Linked DNA regions of Sus scrofa: regions 1 and 3 are each linked to region 2. A link is a contact called in public Hi-C data. All regions are on one chromosome and are shown on one strand. Each heading gives the region's core, a stretch centred on a gene start, on an enhancer-like site or on the middle of the called end of the contact. The rest is flanking DNA. Distances are from core to core; before and after follow the strand shown.

What was found. Hi-C and Micro-C count contacts between places; a contact is called where the count stands out from the background.
Region 1: a contact with region 2 is called in a Hi-C map of omental adipose tissue, with 2.6 times the contacts expected there. The contact joins two enhancer-like sites. A contact is called at or near these places in 4 of 47 Hi-C or Micro-C datasets (embryonic fibroblasts, omental adipose tissue, retroperitoneal adipose tissue and 1 more) and 1 of 2 datasets of contacts at active chromatin or transcription factors (skeletal muscle).
Region 3: a contact with region 2 is called in a Hi-C map of omental adipose tissue, with 2.0 times the contacts expected there. The contact joins two enhancer-like sites. A contact is called at or near these places in 3 of 47 Hi-C or Micro-C datasets (embryonic fibroblasts, omental adipose tissue and subcutaneous adipose tissue).

Annotation. Positions count from the first base shown.
Region 1 is chr7:84,561,818-84,565,974 of Sscrofa11.1, forward strand. No RefSeq gene overlaps it. Among named protein-coding and RNA genes, the nearest start is that of MCTP2, 400 kb to the right of the region's middle. Within about 2 kb of position 2,289, at least 2 of the 83 cell types and tissues checked have an H3K27ac peak or open chromatin away from gene starts, as enhancers often do. A contact at or near this core is called in omental adipose tissue, where this site is marked.
Region 2 is chr7:84,094,981-84,099,000 of Sscrofa11.1, forward strand. No RefSeq gene overlaps it. Among named protein-coding and RNA genes, the nearest start is that of MCTP2, 870 kb to the right of the region's middle. Within about 2 kb of position 2,236, at least 28 of the 83 cell types and tissues checked have an H3K27ac peak or open chromatin away from gene starts, as enhancers often do. A contact at or near this core is called in omental adipose tissue and subcutaneous adipose tissue, where this site is marked.
Region 3 is chr7:83,782,422-83,786,853 of Sscrofa11.1, forward strand. No RefSeq gene overlaps it. Among named protein-coding and RNA genes, the nearest start is that of NR2F2, 690 kb to the left of the region's middle. Within about 2 kb of position 2,885, at least 7 of the 83 cell types and tissues checked have an H3K27ac peak or open chromatin away from gene starts, as enhancers often do. A contact at or near this core is called in omental adipose tissue and subcutaneous adipose tissue, where this site is marked.

The sequences.
Region 1 (4,157 bases), core at 1,039-3,538, 470 kb after region 2:
ACAGACTCCTCACTCTTCCCACTCCTGGGTATCTTCATTGGCTGCTCCCTTCCTTAAAACATTGACTTCCCCTCTGCCTGAGACTCAGGTTTCAGTCTTTTCCCAAGAAACTCTTGTGTTGATGTCTGCCCCCTGGAAACTTACACCCTAGTAGAAGGAAGAGAGTAAACAAATAATCAGAATAAAAACACAGGGACACAATGGGATAAAGAGTTATCAAACTAAGGTGTAGTAAGAGGTCAAGGAAAGCATCATTGAAAAGTGATGGTTAAGCTGCTACCTGAAAGTAAACTATCACAATACTTAATTTTCAGTCTCCTGTGCTATGTGTCATATGCTCTTATCATATTCAGAGGCCAGTTTTACTTTTCCTATTAGGTTTTAAGCAGCCAAAGAACTGATTTCCTGTGTGAGTCACAGCATTATGTAAAGCACACATCCCCATACATGAGGAAGAGGAGACAGAGAGAAGGATGTGGGGTAAGAAGAAGGAAGGAGGGGGAGGAGAGGAGTGGAGGGGGGAGTGGAGTGGGAGTTGTGGGGGTAGAAAGGAAGGGAAATATTTTTCACGTTCTGCTTGTAACTGAGAATTTGACTCTGAACATTAAAAGATGGCATTTGGGGAGTTCCCATCATGGCTCAGCAGAAACGAATCTGACTAGCATCCATGAGGATGCAGGTTCAATCCCTGGCCTTGCTCAGTGCATTAAGGATCCAGTGTTTCTGTGAGCTGTGGTGTAGGTTGCAGACGCAGCTTGGATCTGGCATTGCTGTGGCTATGGTGTAGGCCAGCTGCTATAGCTCTGATTTGACCCCCTAGTCTGGGAACCTCTATATGCCGCGGGTATGGCCCTAAAAAGACAAATAAATAAATAAATAAATAAAAAGATGGCATTTGGCTGACCAGTGTGCTCTGAAACTCATTAAGGACTTTAGTGCCAGTGCAATGCACTATTATCTTGATGTCTATTGCCCTCTGCGTAACCTTAGCATTGGATCAAGCTGATGTTTGTTGTGTTCTCCTTTGCTTCTGTAACTTGCTTGTGCTGTGTTAAGGGGAAAGGATCACCTGGTGCTCCATTGTGACATTTATTTATTTATTTATTTATTCATTCATGTTAATGGAGCCATTGCCTTTTAGCCGGTGCAACCTTGTCAAGTCCTTCAGACGCAGGTCTGATTTGGATTTATAAAGCCCTGGGCAAGGGAGCCTGAGTGAGCCTGAGCAGATGGTGAGTAGAGGAGCCACCTTGGACTTGTAGGTGACACCCAGGGCTGAGGAGAGGGGAAGCAGGGAGAGCATGGAAGCCAGACCACCTCCTCTTTTCAGACAATTTCCCTCAAGTGTCCCCCTCTGTTTGTTCCCATCTCTGCCACCCTGCAGTCCTGCCGAGAGGACTGGGACTTTAATAGGGCCACCTCGACTGCCAGGAAGCAGGCATGTTGCCAGACTGACCCCAGGCTCAGAGGCGAACACCCTGGCAGTGATGAACTGGAGGGCTAGGAAGGCAGAGAGGACAAAAATTTGATTTTTATTGAGTATCTACTTGTGTGAACCTGGCACTTGGTTAGGCCGACAAACTGCTCTCTTTGAAAACTCACCCAGCCCTTGAGATAAATAACAACATTTCACAGGAGAGAAAATTGAAGCTGAATGTCTTGTCCAAGTTCACACCACTGGAATCCAAACCACCCCGCCCTGATTTCTAGGATAGCAGTGCCAGCCTCTCCCTACCTATGTTTCCCAAGCATCTAGAATTGCACTGAAGTCTTAGCAGGCAGTGGATAGTTTCATGGCAACTATATGAATAAATTACAAAGCAAAAGCACAAATGCCTGTCTTCAGAAATGAAGTTATTATTTCTGCACCTGGATGATACTGAGTCTGGGGCATTATTATTCATGCAGCTGATATTAAATCTGGAGGGAGAGAACACCTGGGTCACGGATGAAGCAGGCAACAGAATCTGTGGCCATGGTCTTGGGCACATCACTTAACCTTCCTGACCTTTATTTTCTTAATCTGTAAAACAAAGATCAAGCTGCTCACTTCAGAAGATCCCTGTGAGAATCAGAGGCATTAACATAATACAGTATTTAACCCAGTGCCTGGCACCCATGGGTCTTCAAGGCATATTCGTTACTCCCCCATTTACCAGTAGGCACATGGGGTGAAGGAGAAATGTGTCAGAATTTGAATTTGAGTTCCTGTGCTCCAAGGTCATGGAAATTCCTTCCTGCCCTGGTCCCAGCTACCCCTGGAGGGTTTAATCTGGCCTTTCTGGCACATTTGTCATTTTGATTTCTCTTTTCCTCTTTAATGTCCTTGGACTGGAATAGAATCAAGAAGTTCTTTGCAAACGGGCTTGAAAAAGGTGTCATGTGCTAAAATTTGAGATCCTGGACACCAGATTTCAACATCAGAGCCCAATTCTCTCTTTAGGAAGTCTTTAGGTTATTACAATGTGGTAGGTGGACTCTTTGATAGAAAGACAGATTCCCCCAGGGCACAAGATGTTGCTGGTGTAATTCAAGACCATTTGGGTATAGACGAGGGTTAGTTAGGATGATCTCAATCCCGAACAAACAAAACCCCACAGGGATCTGCATAAGTTCTCAGCTCGGGGCCAGACGATTTAGGGGCAATATTTTAAAACTTCAGTTTTGAAGAAGACATTGTTGCTTTCATACATAAAGGCACATCCCTGAATGGAGAGAAAATGCCAAGTCAGGGGGAGAAACTTCCCTGCCATTATCACTTCCCTTCATCTGCTCCAGGCCTGAGCTGTATGGGTTGCCATGGTGACGCAAGGCTGACCTCTCACTTTTTACTCTTCCAGGAGCTAAAAAGGTAAAAATGAGCCATTTGGTCGCAAATGAAAATCAACCTCTCAGTTAAAAGATGTTAAATCGCTTTCCCTTCATCAAACCTAATGTTCCATAGCCAAGTTTTTTGAAAAAAAGAAAGAGATGGGGCAGTGGAAAAAAAGGGAAGAAGACCAGCCAGAGGTTTCAGAAGCAGGGATGTGGAGCTAAGGCAGCAGGGGCCACCACAGCCAGTAGAGAGGCACCGGCAACTTTGCTGGAGCTCACGATTGGCTGCTGTTGCATTTCCTCGACTTGTTCTGGCCTGTGATGTCTGGCTCCAGCTTTCTCGCTGCCTGCCTCTTCCATTTGCATTGCAGCGGTACCTGGTGAGACTGGCCTATTGGTTTTTATTTTGTTTTATGTGGAGGAAAGTTGGTTCAGAAAATCAAAATATTGATTGAACCCCGTCGCACTTGTGCAAACCCGTTATTAGCAATGTGCCCCATGCAAGAGCCAGAATCAGCCAGGCACATTCATTTGCTGTGATGAATTTGCCAAGGTGGCTTTCTGCAGCAAGCCAGGTTGCTCTGCGAGGCTGCCAGGGCTCCATCACTCAGAGCCATGAAAGCAGGACCACCCAGCCCAAGGATGCCTCCTGTTGGATTAAAAGCACCGGTTGGGCAGGAGGAGAGGTATGTGGTATGTCCCTGAGCAGCAGGTTTGGCCATCCTGGGGAGCTGGAAGCATTTTGCTGCCTATGTCTGGCTGTCTGACACATGGCAGGGCAGCTGGAAAATCTCCCTTCCTCCTCTTTCCTCTCACTCTTGGCCGATGGAGGAGTAGACTCCAGCCTGCCCACCTGCAAAGTATGTGCATGAAGGTAGGGCGCTACTTCAGCTTTGGGTGATTCATTGGTTTCATTTTGATGCAAGTTTCTAAGCAAGTGGGCTAGAGCTGTCAAACCGTCCTCTACATGTGAATTACCCTTAATTATAAGCTAGGCAAGAACCACCGATTTATCATTACAAGACTTGTTTTTTAATCCTTTAACTTTTGAGACAGGTAATATTAAGAAACATTGGAAAGAGTCAGCTGATATAGGGAATGGGGCTAAGTCTAATCAAGAAGATTTCTTCCCACTATCCCAGGGCAAAATCATAGGTTTTTTTCAGGAAATGCTTTGAACTTCAGAGGTCAAACACACAGAAAAAATTTATTAGAGATCAATTTTACTAAGCCCAACATCAGAATAAACAAAACCAAGTTATAAATGATCACCTGGGGAGGTGCCCAGATTCATTTGCTCCTTCATTCATTCAAAGGCTGTGAATTCTTGAGTCATATTTCTC
Region 2 (4,020 bases), core at 986-3,485:
AGATGTAGTTCTACTAAATTGGATATTCTTAAAAGAATTGGGCATTGCCACTGCTACATCTCACAGAAATTTATAATAGAAATTAGGATATGTGTGGTGGGGAAGATCATCCCATTTCATCTGTTTGAAATTCCCTTGAATATTTGGAAATTCACATTGATTAGATGTGATGTCCTGGAGTATACCCAAAATATGGATGAATTTATCTGGCCTTTAGAATAAAACAAGGAGTTAGTTTAGGGGTGGAGAGTAAATAACCAAGCATTTACATTTGATTAAATCTATAGGACACTTTGAAGTTGGTCTGGAATAACAAGGATGTGCTTCTCTTCAGTTCATTCCTTGGAATGTAGCTGTTTCCTTTGAAAACTGAATGGGAGACCCTGGAGAGGAAACAGTATGAGGAAGACCATCTGGAAGGGCAGGAAAGAAGATCTTGGGGAAAACTATCAAAAGTTCTCCGGAGAGGAGCTTCCCTGCTGCAAGTCAAGCTCCCCCTTCCAAAGTGTTCAAATTCAGCATCGCCCTGCCCCTCTTCTCCACACCCCCTCCCCACCCGCAGCCCACCCCCAGTGCCTCAGAGGATCCTCGTTGCAGGAAAGATGAGGAGGTCCTGGTCAGGCCTGAGGGAAATTTGGACATCAGCTTGAGACCAGCTTTCCCTCTCACCTACCATGTGAAACCTCTACTCTTGTCAGAAAAGAAAGCCCATGTCCTGCATAACTGATTCTCTTAAGAAGAGAGTACATCTAATTTGGTGATGTAGCGAGTGGATAACCAGGTGACTTTTACCTTCCAGTGACTTTGGGCCCAAATTCAGAATATCACTTTACACTTTTGCCAAAGAATATGATAAAGGAAGGGCCAGAAAGAAAATGAGCATTATAGAGTACGGCTCCTCAAATCCTGATCTTCAAAGATATGGAAAAATATATGTCACAGTACTACAGCACAAATACCTGTCACTCACTCCATCCAGCTGTGACAGTGTTCCCATGATAGGATTAACAGATGTGCTTCTTGGAATTCAGCTTGTTTCTCCCTCATCTTTAGGTATTTAAAGGGGATATTTTCTATTTTGTTTTCAAGAATGAATTTCTCCCTCCTTCAATTATCCTAGATATAACAATGTTAAAGATAGGTCTTGGAATTTCATCAAAAATCCTAAATGATTATTTCAGCTTTTTCAACTTTTTCCTCTTCAAAAATCATTCAACAAAGCAACTAATTAGTAAATACATAGGCAGACTTGAGATTCACTATTCCTTCCCCATGTTTTCTTCAGAAGTAATAAAACACATTTTTAAAAATAGCAGAAAAATAAAAGAATAGAAAAGTTGGATGGAAAAAAGTTAATCAAATCACTGAATAATATTCATAGATTGAAAACTCAATTCTGAAGGGAAAGATGAATAACAATGGGATCTTTTGAGTGTCAGGTGTTCATTTAATCTCCACAATAGAGTTAATACTTATGAGGTACAAATGAGGATAGGAAGAGCTGGCAAGTGCCCGACCTGAGGTTGGAAGCTAAGATTTTTTTCTTTTTTTTAACTTGAAAGACTGAACTCTCAAGACTGCTGCTTCAAGAGTTGGTTGCATGTATCATAAGATCATGTAATGACCTTGACATCTACACATTCTGTTTAGAAGAATGCGTAGATCTGTGTATCTTATCTATGTCCTAACAGAAGGAGGCCCATCCAGAGACCAGGCTGTCTGTGAGCAGAGTGTCAGCCTTCAACATGTTCTCCAATCACCTGGGGTTGTGTTAAGAGGCAGATTCTGATTCAGCAGGTCTAAGATAGGGTCTGAGGTTCTGCATTTCTAGCAAGTTCCCTGGTGATGGTGAAGCTGTAGACCCAGAGCCTACCCCTTAAACTACCAGGGAAAAATATTAAATGGACAAGGAATTTAAGGAGCCATAAAAAGATTTAGGATGCTGAAGGACCAGGAAAGAGGTTTAGGATAAGGAACTGACCTTATTAAAATTAAAACTAGGCTTTCCTAGGGGAATTCCTTCTGTGGATTTCAAAACCATTTGAAAAGCACGTTAGGAGCTGGTATACACTTCTGGTTGTCTTTCTACATTAACAAACTTGGGGTTCTCTACCCACACACAGGTCCATTGAAGTCCACAGCTGTTTTGTTTGGACAGGCTGGTACAAAGCCTGAACTTGCACACAAAGAGTTTATCATCAACACGGACCTTTCTCTGACAGCTGTCTTCCTGCCCAGCCCCAGGGCCCTGGCCAAAGGAAAGGGAAAGGGCTGAGGAAAGAAGCTGTGCTGTCAGCAAGCTGTGGTAGTTGCCTGGCTTCAAGAGCTGCGAGAATCACACACACACACACACACACACACACACACACACACACACACACCAGACTGAAGATCGGAGAATAAGGATTGAATAAATAGTTTGACAAATCTATTGGTTTTGTCCATATAAGCTGCTGGAGAAGCAGGGACTGTATTTCCTATAATAAAACAAGGAATTTCTACAAAGCACAAGGTCTGATTTCTCAGTCCTACTTTAAAATCTGCTGTGGGTATACGTGTCCACAAAGGAACAATATGTATCCCACCAGCATAGGGTTAGGCACATGAAATGAGTATTAGGCAGAGGAGCGCCACATCTAGTAGAACCGATAAAAATCAGGGTCCTTGTCCGCTGTGTAAACTGAGAGGAAGAGGCGCCTTCCCCGACTTCCTTTGGGGAAGGTTTGTTTTGTGCTGGTGAACTGCTCCCCCTGGTGGATCAACAACTGATTAAGTTTGTGATTCCAGATTGCAGGGAACAAACATGCTTTGGCGAAAACTGGGCGGTTTCAGGTATAGAGACATTCGCTCCAGGAAAAAACTAACTTTCGAGCACCTAAAATAAACTGAATGCCTAGCTTGGTCTTGGACTGACGCTGAGCTTATTTCTCTTGCAAAGTACAGCGTTTGTCTCCCCCAACACCGTCGTCCTTACCATGCGTGTTCTCATTACGGTTGTTTTGAAATCATGAGTTTGTGCTGACTCAAGCGACGTGGATAACTCTAAGTTCTGTATTTCATTTTCTTCTCCTTTAAAAATAACTCTGGACTGGACAAACAACCTCAGAGCAGGGAGAACATTTTGCTGTGAAATCATTCATTTCCCATACTTCCTGTCTACTTCACTGCTCTCTAAGAGGTGGTCTTGACGACTGTGGTTAATTTATGCCTACATCCCTTGTTCTTAGTACCTGCCCTCAAGATAAAGGTGAGTTTTACAGTTTTCCAAAGATCATCTTTCTACCAATATTACATATTTTGATGGCAAGAAAGTTCATGTTGTTATTTGCCTTAAAGAGGCCTGCCAGAGAGAGAGGGGAAAAATTGCAGGTCAGGAAGAGATGAAAATCTATGGTAACTCTCTCACTCTTTCGAACATTCTGCGAGTCACACTGCAGCCTCAGTCCAAACAGTTTATAAGCTAAATAAAGAGGTATTTTAAATATTTATTTAACAAGACATATTTTAAATAACCTACATATGTAAATAGAGCGTTCTTAGCCTGTACATTATTGCAAGGTCGATTCTCATGTTCTGATATATAATTAATTACTGGTTTATTCCTCTGTAAACCGAAGCAGAGAATAAATCAGCGATGCCAGGTCACCAATGTCAGCAAAAAATTGTAATACCCTCTTGTCGATGGGTCTGTGGAAGGGGAGCTGAGACTGTAAAATCTATGGTGGTGATGGACCAAATTATGTCCAAATGGCAAGTTTCTATCCCAATTTTAGTTGCTTTCTCCTGAAGTCTAGGCTTTCTTCTGTGCTATCTAGGTGGGCATGGAATGCACATATCCTAATTTAAAAGAAACTTGGAAAAGCATATGCAATGTGATCTATGCATTTTATGAGGTAGAGTCACCTAAAGTAAATGCATACCATGAGCATTTTCAGCAGCATTATTATAGTTAGAAACAAAAACAACACAAATACCAATCATTTGGATAATTTCTAGGTAGTTGAAAATATGAATATCTTT
Region 3 (4,432 bases), core at 1,635-4,134, 310 kb before region 2:
TTTGATCAAAATATGTGATCAAATCTTTTCACACCTATAGAACTTTCACAGCATTTGGTACTCATTTCCATAAAATAGTAAACAATTATATTAAAATATTTTGTAAAAATTACAAAGGCAATATATAATAATATGAGGAAAATAGAAAATGTAATAGAGAGGAGAGAAAAGCATGCAACATATAACTTTGTTTCTTATATCAATTTGCCTGTGTGTGGATTATCTCCTTATACACACACATACTCAAAAATATGAAACAAAGTTATTCCTATTGTATTGCAATGAGATGTTTAACTCAACATTATAACATGGATAATTTTTCATGCCATTTAAGATAGTTTTTAGATAATGATTTTTATGTTCGGAAATACTTCAGTTCATGAGTTGATACTGTCTTCAAAAAATCCTTCTATAAATCTATGTTGTTTTCAAATTTTAGCTATTATATACTTTATTGTAGTTATCCTTGAGCTGATGTCTTAGTGGACATCCCTATTTAGGATTAAGTCCTAAGGGAGAAATTTCTAGATTCAAGAATCTTGTCCTCCAGAAATCTTTCATCTCTTTGTGGCACCACACATATGGTATCTCTCACAGCACTAATTAATGCAGATCTCAAAAGTGAAAATTCTAACAAATTATTTTAATTCACATTCCTTTAACCTGCAAAATTGTATCTACACTGGTAAATGTACTGACCACTTTTCTATCAAGGTGCTAGTCATCTTATTGATTGTAAAATCATTTCATTTATGAAGGATGTTGTCTTTCGATGAGTCACATATTTGGAATAGTATACTCGGGTTTTTATTTTCCTTAAGTTTACTTACAGCAATCTTTCTAATGCAAAACTTTTTTTTTTCCGATGTAATGATATTTATCAATCATTTTTCCTTTGGTATCTTGTTTACAAAGCACTTCCCCTTGCAGTCATTGTAACTGAACGATTTACTGAAGGCTTACACATTAATGGAATGAAAATAATTATTCATTCATTTCTTCTTTTTCTTCTCTTCATTTAAATTTTAATACATAGGGATTTATTTTGGTAAATAATGTAAAGGAGGGGTCTAACTTTATTTTTCAGCCAATGATAGCTGTTTATTCAATAGGATTTACTCAATAATTTAATCTTTCTCACCTGATTTGAAATGCCAGTTTTTCATGTGTATTTTAATAGCAACATGAAAAGCAATCAAGTATCACATAAAATTCTTCTGTCTGTAGAAGCTATTATTGTTAATTTCATGTTTTAAAAATGTAAGTACATGCTTGTTACTTCCATGAATTGTATGATCCCTAGGGAAATTCCATGATATCAATTAGAAAGTTCAACTTTCTTTTGTAAACTTAAAGTGGTATCCTCAACTCTCATATAAAATAATGCTGACTAGTATTTTTGCTATAAAAATTATAACTAGAATGAGTGGCATAAACTTTCTCCTAGTCATTCCAATGGGACTCTACCCAGTGAAAATATTGTACATTTATGTTGCATATCAGGGTATTAAAAAAGCCATAGTGCGAATAATAACAGCTTGAATGCAATTTAGAGACCTTATTTTATGTGTGTGAAAATCCTGAAATACTTTATCTCAGATGAAGAATTAGCGTTCCTGTCAGGAAAAAATTTAAATTAAGACTTCTTGGTTTACAACTTGGCAAAATTGCATCTGAAATCCATTTTTTGAAGCTCTATAAATCAAAGGAGCTTAGCAGAGCAACAATTTCGTTGTTGTAGTTGTATGTGAAAATATTTAGATCTGGACTGGCAGTGTTTCCCAATAGTGCCAAGTAAAAGCAATCACCTAGATATTAAATTCTGGGGGAAAAAAAATCAAGGAATATAAATGCAGGGGGAAAAAAGAACCCAACTTACTATTTTTCTGTAAGGGTATGAATGCTAAAAATAAGTGATGGGCAGAATCTCTAGAACATGCTCAACTACTCTTTTTTAAAAATATAAATATTAAGACAGTGAAAACCTCTTTTTAATGAAACGTCTACCCAGGAGTACCAGCTTTCGTAACAATTATTAACAATTTGGTTGAAGAAGAAAATATTTAGACTTTTCCTTGTAGCACCTTTCTTTGCTAGAGAGTAAACTATCAAGGTTTCTTTGGGGGCGGGGGATGGAGATGGGTTTCGGTTTGTTTACTTGGATAAGAACTGTCTCTAGATAGAAGCCTGGTTACATCTCTTGCTTCTGCCCATGTCCTTTTGAAGAATAAAACAAGAATAGGCACACACTTTGGGTAGATGATTACAAGATAACTTTCACATCTGTTTTATCAGAAATGGAAAAACAAAGCTTTCATTTTCCCATTCCCTATTGTATGAAAAGCAGGTTCTGTCATATCAAATTAGAACCACATTAATTGGTAATAAAGTCAAATCAAATCTCTTGGTATAAGAATTCATGGAATGTATTTTCTTGGAAGGAAGCAGCCTAAGAGGTAAAAAGCAAAAGTGAACCTGCCCACCTGTGTTTCCACCCCAGCTTTGCCCCTTAGAATCTGTGTGATGCAGGGAAGCTCTTTAATCTCCCTGGGCCTCAGTTTCCACATCTGTAAAGGGAGAATAAAAAATAAATAAATAAATAGGAGTGCTTATTTGATAAGGGTGTTGTGAGACTTGAAAGGAAGATATAAAAGCCCTTGGAACTGTGCCTGGCACTCCCTAGGTGCTAGGAAATGTAGAATCATTATATTTTAAAACTGTGAGTTCCAGGGCTTTTACTGTCAGCTTTTTTTAGTCCTTTGTAGTTTGGAAATTGACAGCAACACTGTAACCAGACTTCTTTGTTTGATTGGAACAGAAAATAAAAGGGGTGTAAGAAAATGGCAGGAAAATGAGGAGCCAAGGCTCTGATTTTACGGCACTGACTGAGGGCCCTCCTGCCCCATTTTGGTGCAGTTTTAGGCTAACCCAAGCCAGCAAGTCATCTTGCCTTTGGATCACTGAAATCAAGTCCTAACTATGACTTTATGGGTAGTGTAAAAAGGAAAAGTTTTATTTTTTTTTTCCCTTTCTTAAAATAATGCCAAGGAAAAAAAAAATATGTATAAGCAACCAGGCCATACTTTATTCTTATTTAACCAAAAGATTAGCACAGCGGGTTGTTGGTTTTCTTCTACTTTTTTTTTTTTTTTTTAGATTTTCCATTAAGCAAATTCTTTTAAAACAAATTTGAACTTTTCCCATCCCCGTGATTCCCACGGACAGTTGGCAAAGAATCTTGCAAAACTGGGATTTTTTCCAGGCATGAGTAACTTGTTAAAAAGGCACTATTTCCTTAATACTAACAGTAAATAGAGTTCACATCCACATAAATCCTCCATGGTCCATTGGGGAAAGTTTTATATGTATGTGTGCTTGTGTGTGTGTATGTGTATGGAATATTTTTTTTTTTTATTCATAAAACATTTGGCTCTCAGCATGTCTGTTTATATTCCACTTCTTAAAAATAAATACACACGTTTATGCCAGTTGAGTTTAAAAGGTATCCTTTTTCCAGTTGCCTGCTGTGTGCCAATGATTTTATGATGGATGGGTTCACGATACCTGGCTAGAATTCTTGAAGAATATTTCTCTTCTATTTATTCTAATTTACAAAAAGAAAAGGATAGAACTTAATCACCATGTAATTAAAATACATGTTTTCATGGAATTTAATTTTATTGGGAAAGCTCAAATAAATGTTTTCAAAACTTACAGGAAAAATTAAATGTTTAATTTTAAATTCAAATAGCAAAGTCGGTTTTCCTTTGTGCATTGAAATAGCATGACTGTGATAATCTGAGTATAAATTACCTCTTATTTATCAATGACAAATAATTATAGGACTTTTCCCATATATAAGATTATTTGAAGGATGTGTATGTTAAAGCTCTCGCCTATTAAGATTCGTTTTGTTGATGTATTTCATGGCGCTGGCAGCAATGGAGACTTGACAAAGCCACACAGTGACACAGCAATGGACCACAGACCAAGCCGTATGAAGGGCATGTCTCCTCCCTCTTCTTTCACAATGATGTGGCTATACTGGATTGTCTCTGATTCTCTTTATCTGGGTGACAAACTCCTCCTGTCTGTACACTGCCGGACTGGGTATATTTTGATAATAGGCAACCCCATGAGATATCTTGCATTTCCTGCTTCCGGTCAGATGTTCCACAAGAATAACTTTTCTACATATGTTTTTGCATTTTTGATCACAATCCCAGCTGGAATCAGGAAGTTTGGATGCAGCATGGAAATGGAAAATAATTGAAAGTCGCAGCGGCACTTTGTTGACTTTCAAAAATATTCAATTTTCTGGCCTTCCCCTAGGAAAAAAATTATATCTTCTATTATCTACTTAAACGTATGCTATCACCTCTGTTCTTTATTCAAGATACATTTTTATTGAAAAAGAATCAGAGCGTGTTTG